Linked DNA regions of Bombyx mori: region 2 is linked to region 1. The links are chromatin contacts, called in public Hi-C maps. All regions are on one chromosome and are shown on one strand. Each heading gives the region's core, a stretch centred on a gene start, on an enhancer-like site or on the middle of the called end of the contact. The rest is flanking DNA. Distances are from core to core; before and after follow the strand shown.

Region 1 (6,032 bases), core at 1,639-4,138:
TTTAGCTTGTAATGTGTCATGTGCCTAATAAATAAATAATTACAAAGATCGCCTACTTGGAGAAGAAGCCTAAATAACGCTAGAGTTCATTGTCGTTAGAATACAAATTATTAGAATTAATATTATGATAATTACATAGGTACTATCTATCTACATCACACGTATGAACGATAAACCATCGCCCACGTCTATGCTATCTATGCTTTCATCACTATTTTGTTTTATAGCAGTATTAAAGTAAAGTATTGCAAGTAATAAAATATAATTAATTGCATTTCAAAGATAACAGGTCAACGCATACATCCTATTTGTTCAGGGTTCAAGCGTCACCGCACACTACCGGTCACCGTGCTCGGCGAACCGGTCGCTTGAAGGGCTCGACGAGTAAATTAACCCATTGACACAGCCCACTGAGTTTCTCGCCGGATCTTCTCAGTGAGTCGCGTTTCCGATCCGTTGGTAGATTCTGCACTGCTTTTGCTAGGGCCAGTGTTAGCAATGCTCCGGTTTGAGCCCCGTGAGCAATGGCGGATCCAGGGGGGGGGTCATGGGGGTCATGACCACCCCCTGAGCTGGTTCCAGGACTTAGGTGGACCACTAATTGAATATAATGATTTTATTTATATATTTTGTCACCATACAGATTTTATGTAACTACATACCTTCAATATTTAATTAATTTAATATAATATAATAACTTTGTATAATGGCAAACGTTTGGAAACGAACGCATCTAAATTTGACTATGTGACCCCCTCCTGGCGCCAAAACTGGATCCGCCCTTGCCCGTGAGCTCACCTTCGCGTCAAGGTGATGGTGAAATTGCCTCTCAAGGCTATCAGCCTCAAAGGCTATCAGCATAGGTAGGGGAAAAAACCGCACACTGAGAAAACAATGCCGTAAACATTTTACTTAAATTCCCTGATAAATAATGCCCAATCGCATAATACACAGATGATCCCTCATCTCCTTGTTTTCATCGCACCTCCCGCCATCGGAGCAGAGTTCATCCATATTATCTGGTACCGCTGTGTTCATCGACAGTGCGTTTCCAGAGGTCTTTCTTGCCACGTACCATCCGGCTATGGAATGAGCTCCCATCCACGGTGTTTCCCGAGCGCTATGACATGTCCTTCTTCAAACGAGGCTTGTGGAGAATATAAAGCGGTAGGCAGCTGCTTGGCTCTGCCCCTGGCATTGCTAAAGTCCATGGGCGACGGTAACCATTCACCATCAGGTGGGCCGTATGCTCGTCTGCCTACAAGGGCAATAAAAAAAATACACCCTGAAATAAAACAAATGTACACAAGGTTTACAGGTAGGTTCTAAAACAAAACATAACCTAAAAGACTGATCTATACAGTAAGCATTGTCTCCACAAATCTAGTGTTATCTTCATAACAGCAATATATTATGTATATTTTTTTTCTTAGATGGATGGACGAGCTCACAGTCTACCTTTTGTTAAGTGGTTACTGGAGCCCATAGACATCTACAACGTAAATGCGCCATCCACTTTGAGATATAAGTTCTAAGGTCTCAAGTATAGTTACAACGGCTGCCCCACCCTTCAAACCGAAACGCATTACTGCTTCACGGCAGTAATAGGCAGGGTGGTGGTACCTACCCGTGCGGACTCACAAGAGGTCCTACCAGCAGTAATTACGCAAATTATAATTTTGCGGGTTTGATTTTTATTACACGATGTTATTCCTTCACCGCGGAAGTCAATCGTGAACATTTGTTGAGTACGTATTTAATTAGAAATATGCAGTTTTTATGTACATCTCTCGTCAATTTCATATTAAGTAGAATCGATCGTCGTTCTCAAAGAAATATCTTGCATGTGTACTTTTTATACAATTTGACATTTACCTACATTACTTGCCTAGATAACAAATCAAAATTTCGCAATAAAAGAAGGGTTAATATTTTCTTGCTCCTAGCGGTTTTTAGATTAAATTGACGAGCTATTTATGTTTCATCGTAACATTTCGAACACGCTGATTGCAATATAATGCTCTTTATTCTTATCTTTTTTTCTATCTTTAAACACTACGAAGACTTCTTTCTTCTCCGTGGTCAAACAAAATAATTCACGAATATGAAACACATATTTAACAGATTCATTAATTTCGAAATCTTCAAGGTAAATTTACATTATATTGCATACAGTTTCCGAACACTTACATTCGGATCGCCGGTCTACCAAGCATTTCACCCGCTCAGTAATCTTTAGTAAAGAAATCTTTCCTCTGTTGTTATCGCCAAAAGTTCATGCCCCACCTGGTATTACTGGTAGCAGGCAATTTTTTTCTAAATTTCATGTATTTCAATGGAAATTTAGATAGATTAGTATAGTAAGATGTAATCAATGTAAAATATAAATAACTTCCAAAAATGATTGCGTGTGATTACTTGCTCACCCAGATTTTAGAAAACTTGGCAATCTGGAGCAAAATGTTTATGAACAGAAAAATATTGCAAAGGACTTAATCTTATACAATACGGACGTGAGCTCGATCACCTCTCTAGGAATAAAAACAAATAATTCAAAATAAAAAGTAAGCTACCTGTAATAAAAGTGTGGTTTTCTATTTAAAAGGATACTCATAGTTTTATCAATAATTCGCACTTACCCCCATTATCTATCTACATACTCTACCTGTCTACTTCAAGATATCTTTGACATTTATTTCCAGTTTTAAAACCATACAATCTTGCAAAAATGCAAAATTTCATCCATGACTGCCATCTACCGACGAATAGCTGTCATATGATAACTTTCTACCAGCCTGTATTGGAAGATTTCAAGTGTACTGTATTCATATATTTAAAATTGAAACTACCATGGTGTATTTAAAATAAATGTTGTTTCTCAGTTGTCTACTATCATTAAAAAAATGTAAGACTTCGTTTCCATATTGAAAATGTATGTTTCTCACAAATATTATGTGTAAGCTATGCTAAGCACACTTGTGCTGCTGTCATCTCAAATAAATTAAGTGTATGCTGCTGTCAATTTGAAATTGTCAAATGTCAAACGATAGCTGCGTTTGTCAAATCGGCGTTTTCGAAAATTTCGCTTGTCATTCATTCATCAAGACTTTATTGAAAACAGTTTTAAACAAAAAATGGCTCTACTCGATTTCTGCCGTTTAAATGAAAAAATTAACTTGAAACCCGTTGATTCTCTAGCATCATTCAATAATGACATTACCGGCTACAGTGAAAACTTTGTAAACAGCGCTCAGCTCGCTTCTCCCCCATTTGCGAATGTAAGTAATGTAATTAAATAGAAGAATAAAACATTTTATTTTATTTATAATAATTAAAATATATTACACCTTACAGCCTGCTGAAACCTTAGCACACTTCAACACAAAGGATGAGACTGGAAAGGAAATCAAAATTCAGTTTGACCACGGCACCACCACTCTTGGTTTCCGATACAAAGTGAGTTCATAATTTAATATGAAGTTCTTTCAAACTAAGTATTATTAATTTATATTGCAACCCATATATAAATATATATTATTTATAGAATACTCGTTAAATATAAACTTGCTAACAAAAATACTACCATTCTTTCATTTTATATCTTACTGATGTAAAAGATTATTTTTTCAGGGAGGAGTCTTATTAGCCGTCGACTCTCGAGCTACAGGTGGCCAATTTATTGGTTCTCAATCCATGAAGAAAATAGTAGAAATCAACGACTATTTGCTTGGTAAGCATTAAAGTTTCTAGAGCATAACTGTTTACTTAGACAAAAACAAAAATAATGGAGTTTTAGTTTTACCAAAATGAGATTCCAATGAAATAAAAAAATAGGTTTCTTTAATATCTTTTGCTATGAAAACATTTTTGATCGCTCATGAATTCAATGAAATTCTTGAAACAATTAATAATAAAATAATGTTTATCAGGTACTCTCGCTGGTGGTGCAGCAGACTGTGTCTACTGGGACAGAGTACTCGCAAAGCAATGCCGTCTCTATGAGCTTCGGAATAGGGAGCGTATTTCTGTAGCAGCAGCCAGTAAACTCATGGCTAACATGGTGTACAACTACAAAGGAATGGGCCTCAGCATGGGAATGATGTTAGCTGGTATTGACAAGAGAGTAAGTTGTTAATAAGACCACTAGTAGGTACTTACTACTGCCAAACTCTAAATTGATATTAAGAAAATGTTTTTTTGTCCCCAAGAATTGGAAAAAAATTGTCCACATTGATCTCTATTATGAACTTCTCACCACCAATTGTGTCTTGACTGTGTCAAACATATTCATCCTAAATAGTCCTGGCAATACATTGTATTGTTTTTTTTTAAATGTTGAGACAAGTGAACAAACTCATTGTGGGCCACGATGTTAAGTAGTTATTGAAGCCTATAAATGCCGCTAACTCATTTTGAGACATGAGGTTTAAATCTGTTTTATTAATGGCTGCTCCACTCTTCAAACTGAAATTAATTACTGCTCTACAGCAGAAATAGGTTCTGTGATAGTACCTACCCATACAGGCTCACAAGACAATACAATCTTTTATAATATGCTTTTTATGCAATTTAGACTTTCAGCTTTCGGTTTTTTCAATCCATAATTTAAAAAAAGCATACTTAAAACAAGTATTTTGTAGTTTCAAATTATATAAGCGAGTATTTTTGAAAATATGTTTATATGTTTTTGAAATAGAGTCTAATTGGGTCAAAAACTTTTGGCCGAGTTGTTAATTAAATTTATTGATCATTGATTGCTCATAGTATATATGAGTCGACTAGTATCAAAGCCGGCAATGTGACTTTTGGACAATTACTGGTAAATCAGAAAAACGAATTATTGACTTTGTATTCCATTGGCAGTCACAAAACTCTTCTGAACGACATCTTAGATAAATAACAGGTTAAGTATTAACCTTTATTTAATGCAGGTTTTGAACCGTATTCTTTGCAGGAGACGATTATATTCAAATCAATCTGTATTGACATATCAATAACATTTTTTTGTCCAAATGCACAGATTGCCACCTTTGATAATAGACGACTCATATAAGTATTTTTCATTTAATCCAGGGAGCACAACTATACTATGTAGACAGTGAAGGTACTCGCACTCCAGGCAAGGTGTTCTCAGTGGGCTCAGGTTCTGTGTATGCTTTTGGTGTACTTGACTCTGGATACAGCTGGGATCTGTCAGATGAGGACGCACAAGGTTTGTATTATTTTATTCATAACTAGCTGACCTCAATCGATAAATAAAAGACCTAAGCTTTTGTATAAAATAAACAAAAGGAATCGGTCTGATGGGGGACACATCAAAGGGAAAACGAAATTATTATTTTTATTTAATTCTGAGCATTTACATATTTATACACCTTTTAAACCTTCTCTGGACTTCCACAAATAATTTAAGGCCAAAATTAGCCAAATCGGTCCTGCCGTTTTCGAGTTTTAGCGAGACTAACAAACAACAACTCATTTTTACATATAGAGATATATATTTTTATGCTGAGACAGCTGTTATTTGATTTGTACCGTTCTGCAGCAAAAATATTTAGGGTGTTCTTACCATTCTAGTTTGTTAAGGACCTTAGGCTGCTGTTACCACTACATCTGTTATCCATAAGTTCCATCATTTATTAGAGCTGGGTCGACGTGCGATTTACCACGCTACTCACCGCGACGCGTACTCTGGCGGGATCATAAGAGTGTACCACATCAACGACAAGGGTTGGGTCAACATCTCCAACGAGGATTGCTCCGACCTCCACTACAAGTACCAAGCAGAGAAGGGCATCAAGGATGATCAGTTTTAAATTGTTTTTGTATAAGAAATAAAATGTATTTGTATTTTATGAGTTTTATTGGCGTTGACATACACGAGAAACAATTATCAATTAGTGCCATAAGGGCAACAAGCCCCCGGCCCGTCTGATTCGAAGTGCTTAAACCCTTTAACATGACACAGAAACAATCCAGAAATTTTTCCAAAAAAAAAACAACGTTAAATTCCTTAGATTTACCATAGATAA
Region 2 (6,032 bases), core at 1,210-3,709, 150 kb before region 1:
ATGTAAACTGTCCAACTAAAATAACCCAGATCCAATCTTCAAAAACATCGTAATGATACCACATCACACAACAATGAAGCATAAATTCATCTTTGGTCAGCGAACAAAAAAAAAACTAAAATCATACGTTATGCTATTTTAACCTTTATTTTCCACCTGATACTAGTGAAAGTTCTGTGCTACGTATCGTTCAGTGAGGATTAGTTGGAGTCAGACGAAATTCGGCTTTATTATGAGAACAGTAACTTAGATTGTGTGTTGTTCGCGACATTTTTATGTTGAATTCCGAGCATGAGCGCCTCAGGCGTGGCACGGGCCGCGCGCTCGGATGGTCACAACATAAAATCATGTACAGAGTTCCCGGATTTGAATTACTTAGTTTATTATTTTTTCTTGTATGGGCTTACATTTTTTGTGATTAAAAATTTAAAATTTTTTTACTTGGTTGGAGTGCCACAATATAATTTTATTCTATGCTGCTTTTATTGTACAAGCGTGTTTTAATAAAATAAAAACAATATAAAATACGTAGATAAAGTTAGAATAATTCGCGAATACATAGTTACTTTGGCATAACGCTAAATTTTACTCGCGACTTCATTTACGTAGAAGGTGAAAATATTTTTGTATAATAGAATGTTAAAGAGCTATTAAAGGTACCAAAATCACGCTATTTAACCGACTTCAAAAGAGGAGGCTATCAATTCGACCACCTTTTTTTATCTATGTATGCTCATCGATTTCTCGAGCATGCTTGAACCGATTCTGATAATTCTTTTTTCTTTTTCTTCTTTTTTTGTTCGAAAGGGGAGACTTCCCAAATGGTCGTGTACTAATCAGAATCAGGATCTGATGATGGAATGCCGGAGAAATCGAGAAATCATTTTCAAAGAATATCTTGAAGTGATTTGGGTGTTTCTTGTTATTCTTCTTATTTCTGTGCCGTCGTGCACTGGCCGACCGGCGCCTTGTGCATTGTTATTACGCGCTTGATCATTATTTTGCTGTTATTTTAAACGTTATTTTAAAACTGCGATATCTTCTAAGGTACTCATTGAAATCAAATGATATAAAAGGCGATTTTCTTTTAAACTAAATAATTGTAATGAATAACGTATTTATTTTGATAAGGATTAATATTATCTTTATAAAAACACCTTCAAAATAATGCTTTATTTTTAAAAAAATTAGTTTACATAAAAAGGTCATACCCATACCCAACCTAAGCATATTGACAAATGCTGTCGCGGACTTTTTTTAGAACTTTAAAGGGAAACAATTCTTTCATAGATTATTTTAGTGAAACTTTACCCGTTTCCGCAGCACATACAGCGGAAACTCTCAGAGGAAAAAAAATCACCCCGATTTTGTAGCATTCTGTATTACTGCTCCGCTCGTATTGATCTAGCGCGATGTTATATCTAGTCAGCCTATAAATCTAGTCAGCCTTCGTCAATAAATGGGCTATCTAACACTGTAAGAATTTTTCAAATCAGACCAGTAGTTCCTGAGATTAGCGCGTTCAACCAAACAAACAAGCTCTTCAGCTTTATAATATTAGTATAGATTGACAACTTAAACTAATCTAAGTTGAACTATTTCATATTGAAATTGTTTCACTTGAGAAAAGCCTAGGTTATTACTTAATTTTTTGTATTTTATATGATAATATAAGGAAAGATTATTTATTAATAAAATATTTTATTGATTATATTATATATTTTATTCTTAGTTAGAATGTTGTGTATGAACATTATTAGCATACTTTTTTGTTTATTGCTTAGATGAGTGAACGAGCTCACAGCCCACCTGGTGGGTAGTGGTTACTGGAGCCCATAGACATCTACGACGTAAATGCGCCACCCACCTTGAGATAGAAGTTCTAAGGTCTCAAGTATAGTTACAGCGGCTGTCCCACCCTTCAAACCGAAACGCATTACTGCTTCACGGCAGAAATAGGCAGGTTGGTGGTGCCTACCCGCGCGGACTCACAAATCCGCGCACAATAGCACTTAATCTAAATTTAATATAAATAGGATTATAATAGTATAATTTAATATAATAGTTAGGAGTTAAATACGTTCTTAGTAACGCCATCGTATGCGTGAGAGAAAGGGAAGCCAGTCAGACTGACCCCGTAACACGTTACGTAACGAAGCGGCTTACCCTCCCAATTCCACACAGCAATTCCCATGGTATATAGTCCGTTGCACAAAACATAGAGAGAACCGAAGTTCCTCCGCAGACCCAGATACTCCAAACGCACTTCGAGAAAGGGACTACTGACAATACGAACGATCCTATTCGGTGTAGGCTAAAAAAGTTATTTAAAACTCAATTTTGTTGTAATAATTCGAAATTAAATTGGCTTTTTTTTTAAGTCACCCAAATTGAGCCTTCTGTACTGTTCTGTAGTTTGTGTACGACCGGTCTAAGGCATACATGTCTGAAATCTGACTAGGATCGCATGTAATAATGGGGCATACGTTCAAATTACCTGTCAATAGACTACGCGCCTTCTTTATAACGTATCTTTAGGATGTAACTGTACTAAGAGTTGGAGGATAGGAAAAGGAAGACGTTTTAGATTAGAACTAGAGGTACCGCAGTAGTCGAAATTCGACTATAATTAATTGGAATTGTAAGTTTGTACACTATTATGATTGTATTTTATACTTCTATAATCACAAATTTCGCCAAGACTACACTATAAATAGTATTAACAAAGACCAGTGGCGTACCTAGAACTTTTGCCGCCCGGGGCGATCTCCAGTCTGCCGCTCTTTCTATTATAAGTCAATCAAATAGTGGTTTTTATAAATTAATACACATAAATAAATTATTAAGTTATTTAATCAATATTAATTAATACACAGAGTAAATTTTTTATTATTTGTATGCACTCGTAAACATATTTATATAATATCTACTCTTCTAGCTTTCATACTAGAAAAATCGTGTATAATGCCAAGTCCATGTCAACTGGTAGTTTACACGGGCATATGAGCGGTGCAATTTATCAATCCAAATACAATTCTTCAAAACGGACTGAGAATATTTATCTATTTGCGAGCTCTGAAATTGTAACTTCGTCAGTATTTTTGTTTTGTTTCGTTTAGATTTTGTTGTTTGAAAAAGATAGTTCTTATGCCGGCGCCCTAATGCTTTGCAGACCTAGCAGACCGCCTTCCGCCGGCCCTGCTTTTCAAAAGAAAAATCGATGAATAAAAAAATATTGACATATTACTTCAAAGTAATCATACAAACTTTTCAAAAGAAATGACATTTATAAACTGATATTAAAAAAATTTTGTTAGGAAAAATTGCCGAACAAAATCGAGAAGATACTTTTACGAATTCAAAGAATTTTAATGAATACAATAAAATCAAATTATTACCTTGTTCTTGAATTCAAAATTTACACTAATATGCATTTATATACACCGATGAATAATATTCGAAATCATATAGTTAATCATAATTTATATAAATCAAATATTAAACTTATAATAATCATAATAATCATTTATTATTCAAGAAAGAAAATAAATATGAAATGAATAAATTGCTTTATACAACTAAAAGTACCTAAATGCTAAAATGCCGCCCCAGGGTAAGTGCCGCCCGGTGCGGACCGCACCCACCGCCCCCCCTTAGGTACGCCACTGACAAAGACAAACAATATTTAATCTATTCTCAATTTGACAACAGACGTCAAGAACAAAAGTTTGACAATAAATAGTATGCATGCGTGTGTGCGTCAAATACATGGTATGTAGTGTGTGTAATGTTTTCTTTATTGATTTAATGTATCTTTTATGCATTATTTAAAAAAATATTAGCATTGTGCACTTCTCTACATTCTCTATAAGTGTGGAAAATTTCATACTCCTCTGTCCGCGCAATTTTCGTAAAAAGGGATACAAAGTTTTTGCTTCACGTATTAATATATAGATTATACATTACACTGTGTATTTGAGTGTATACTTACGGATATATGTATGTATGTTTATGTGTAGGTAGGTATGTATGTAGATATATATTTCACTGGATTGGGACACCGCGCGTAATTCGTTTCCAAATGATTCTTGTCCACCTGATGGTTGTATGGAAGACGTTGCTCTTAGCGATAAGACTGCCAATTGTACTTTTTTTGTATTTAATGTATTGCATTGTTTATTTATTTTTTGGTGTACAATAAAGAATACTCTCTGTCTCTCTCTCTCTCTTGACGTTAGCAAACGAAAACGTATGACAGTTCTTAGGACGGAGGCACCGCTCTTCAAGAAGGCTGGTTGGTAAGTGTGATAGTATCTACGCGCCTCCATCGGCTAGGCTCTGTCGTAGCACGAAGTTAGCCGAGTTCCGCCGATACCGCAATCGTGCTGCCATCTCTCGGGAATCGCGCTGCGTTTCATTTAGCTACCAAACTAATGACCGTCTCCGACATTTAAAAGATAAAGAATAAAAAATTAATAAATCACGAAAAAAATTCGATTAGTCCCGCGCAGGCTGACGTGCGAGATGGTGAGTGGTAACAATTAGCCTGTCGCAGCGTGACCATCGATAAATCAATACGCGGGCTCACTAATACATACATACGATATACGGCGTGATTTTTAAGTAGACTATCAAACCTTAATCGACCTACGTACGAGTGTTGCAAGACGAACCAAGAAAAAGTTCCCCAAAAAAAACAGAGAGCGGTGATGATACTAAAAAAATCATGAAATACTTAAGACGTTTTTCAATTGGAGCTAATCACCATAATTCCCGTCACTATATCAGCTGCCATTATTAGGTTCTAAAGTCTGGATTAAATATAAACATAATTCTCTTACAACATTGCAACTTATATAGATAGAGGAAGAGGTAAACCTAAGAAGCAATGCATGGATTGGGTGAAAGACGATATGTGTAAGAGGGGAGTGAGCGAAGAATTGATATATGATAGAGGAGTGTGGAAGGAGAAAACATGTTGCGCCGACCCCAGGTGACTGGGAGAAGGGTAGGAGAATGATGATGATGATGGTGATGATGACGATATAAAGATGATATGTGTAAGAGGGGAGTGAGCGAGGAAATTGTATATGATAGAGGAGTATGGAAGGAGAAAACATGTTACGCCGTCCCCAGGTGACTGGGAGAAGGGTAAGAGAATGATGATTGATCATTACAATTCACTCATATGTATATGTTGGTATAGCACTGCAGAAATCTCTTGATATCGACGTGTGAAATGCTATTGGGTCTAAGCGACATTTTTCCATCTTTACAGGAGAATCATTTAAAGTTTAAATTTTGGATAAAATATTATAACAAAAAAAAAACTCTTCAGCTATTTGAATGGAGAAAACTTTTTATTTTTATTTTTTATTGCTTAGACGTGTGGACGAGCTCACAGCCCATCTGATGTTAAGTGGTTACTGGAGCCCATAAACATCTACAACGTAAATGTGCCACCCACCTTGAGATAAGTTCTAAGGTCTCAGTATAGTTACAACGGCCCTTCAAACCGAAACGCATTACAGCATCACGGCAGTAATAGGCGGGGCGGTGGTACCTATCCGCGCGGACTCACAAGAGGTCCTACCACCAGTAAAAAGTTGAAAAATTTAAGTTCAATTAAAAACATCGAACTGTTGATGCTAATACCAAATAAAACGGACCTTTAATTACAAATATAAATGTCGCGTATTAAACGAACCCACACATAACCATAGCCTTTCACCCCTCCATATAGAAATCAGATTAATAGTCCAACGATTTTTATACGATAACTAGGCTTCCATTAAATAATTCAATAGCCCAAAGCGATACGCAAACAAACTCAATCATTTAACATTTCACAAGTGATTAATTTATTTGACGACCGTGGGTACTGGCTTCGGTAAAAAGCCGACGAATATATAAAATCTATATGTAAATAATTGTCATTTGAGAGTTGCAACTATATAGAAAACAAGCCGTACTCGCCGCTTCGCTGGGCATTTAAAATTAACATTATTATTTACTGTTATTATTATTAGGGA

Evidence for each region. Hi-C and Micro-C count contacts between places; a contact is called where the count stands out from the background.
Region 2: a contact with region 1 is called in a Hi-C map of posterior silk gland, with 1.8 times the contacts expected there. The contact joins the enhancer-like site here to the promoter of LOC101740220 in region 1. A contact is called at or near these places in 2 of 7 Hi-C or Micro-C datasets (middle silk gland and posterior silk gland).

The regions. Positions count from the first base shown.
Region 1 is chr20:4,546,188-4,552,219 of ASM3026992v2, reverse strand. It overlaps LOC101740220 (proteasome subunit beta type-5), which reads left to right and starts at 2,888. Exons shown (of 6, transcript XM_004922529.5): 1 at 2,888-3,278; 2 at 3,355-3,456; 3 at 3,631-3,730; 4 at 3,930-4,123; 5 at 5,074-5,212; 6 at 5,644-5,850. The coding sequence starts at 3,135. The coding sequence ends at 5,816. LOC101740084 (probable enoyl-CoA hydratase) reads right to left here. Exons shown (of 6, transcript XM_004922528.5): 6 at 5,845-6,032.
Region 2 is chr20:4,695,743-4,701,774 of ASM3026992v2, reverse strand. The region is part of intron 1 of LOC100302602 (transcription factor AP-2); the gene reads right to left. Among protein-coding and RNA genes, the nearest start is that of LOC100302602, 23 kb to the right of the region's middle. Within about 2 kb of position 2,459, at least 3 of the 8 cell types and tissues checked have open chromatin away from gene starts, as enhancers often do.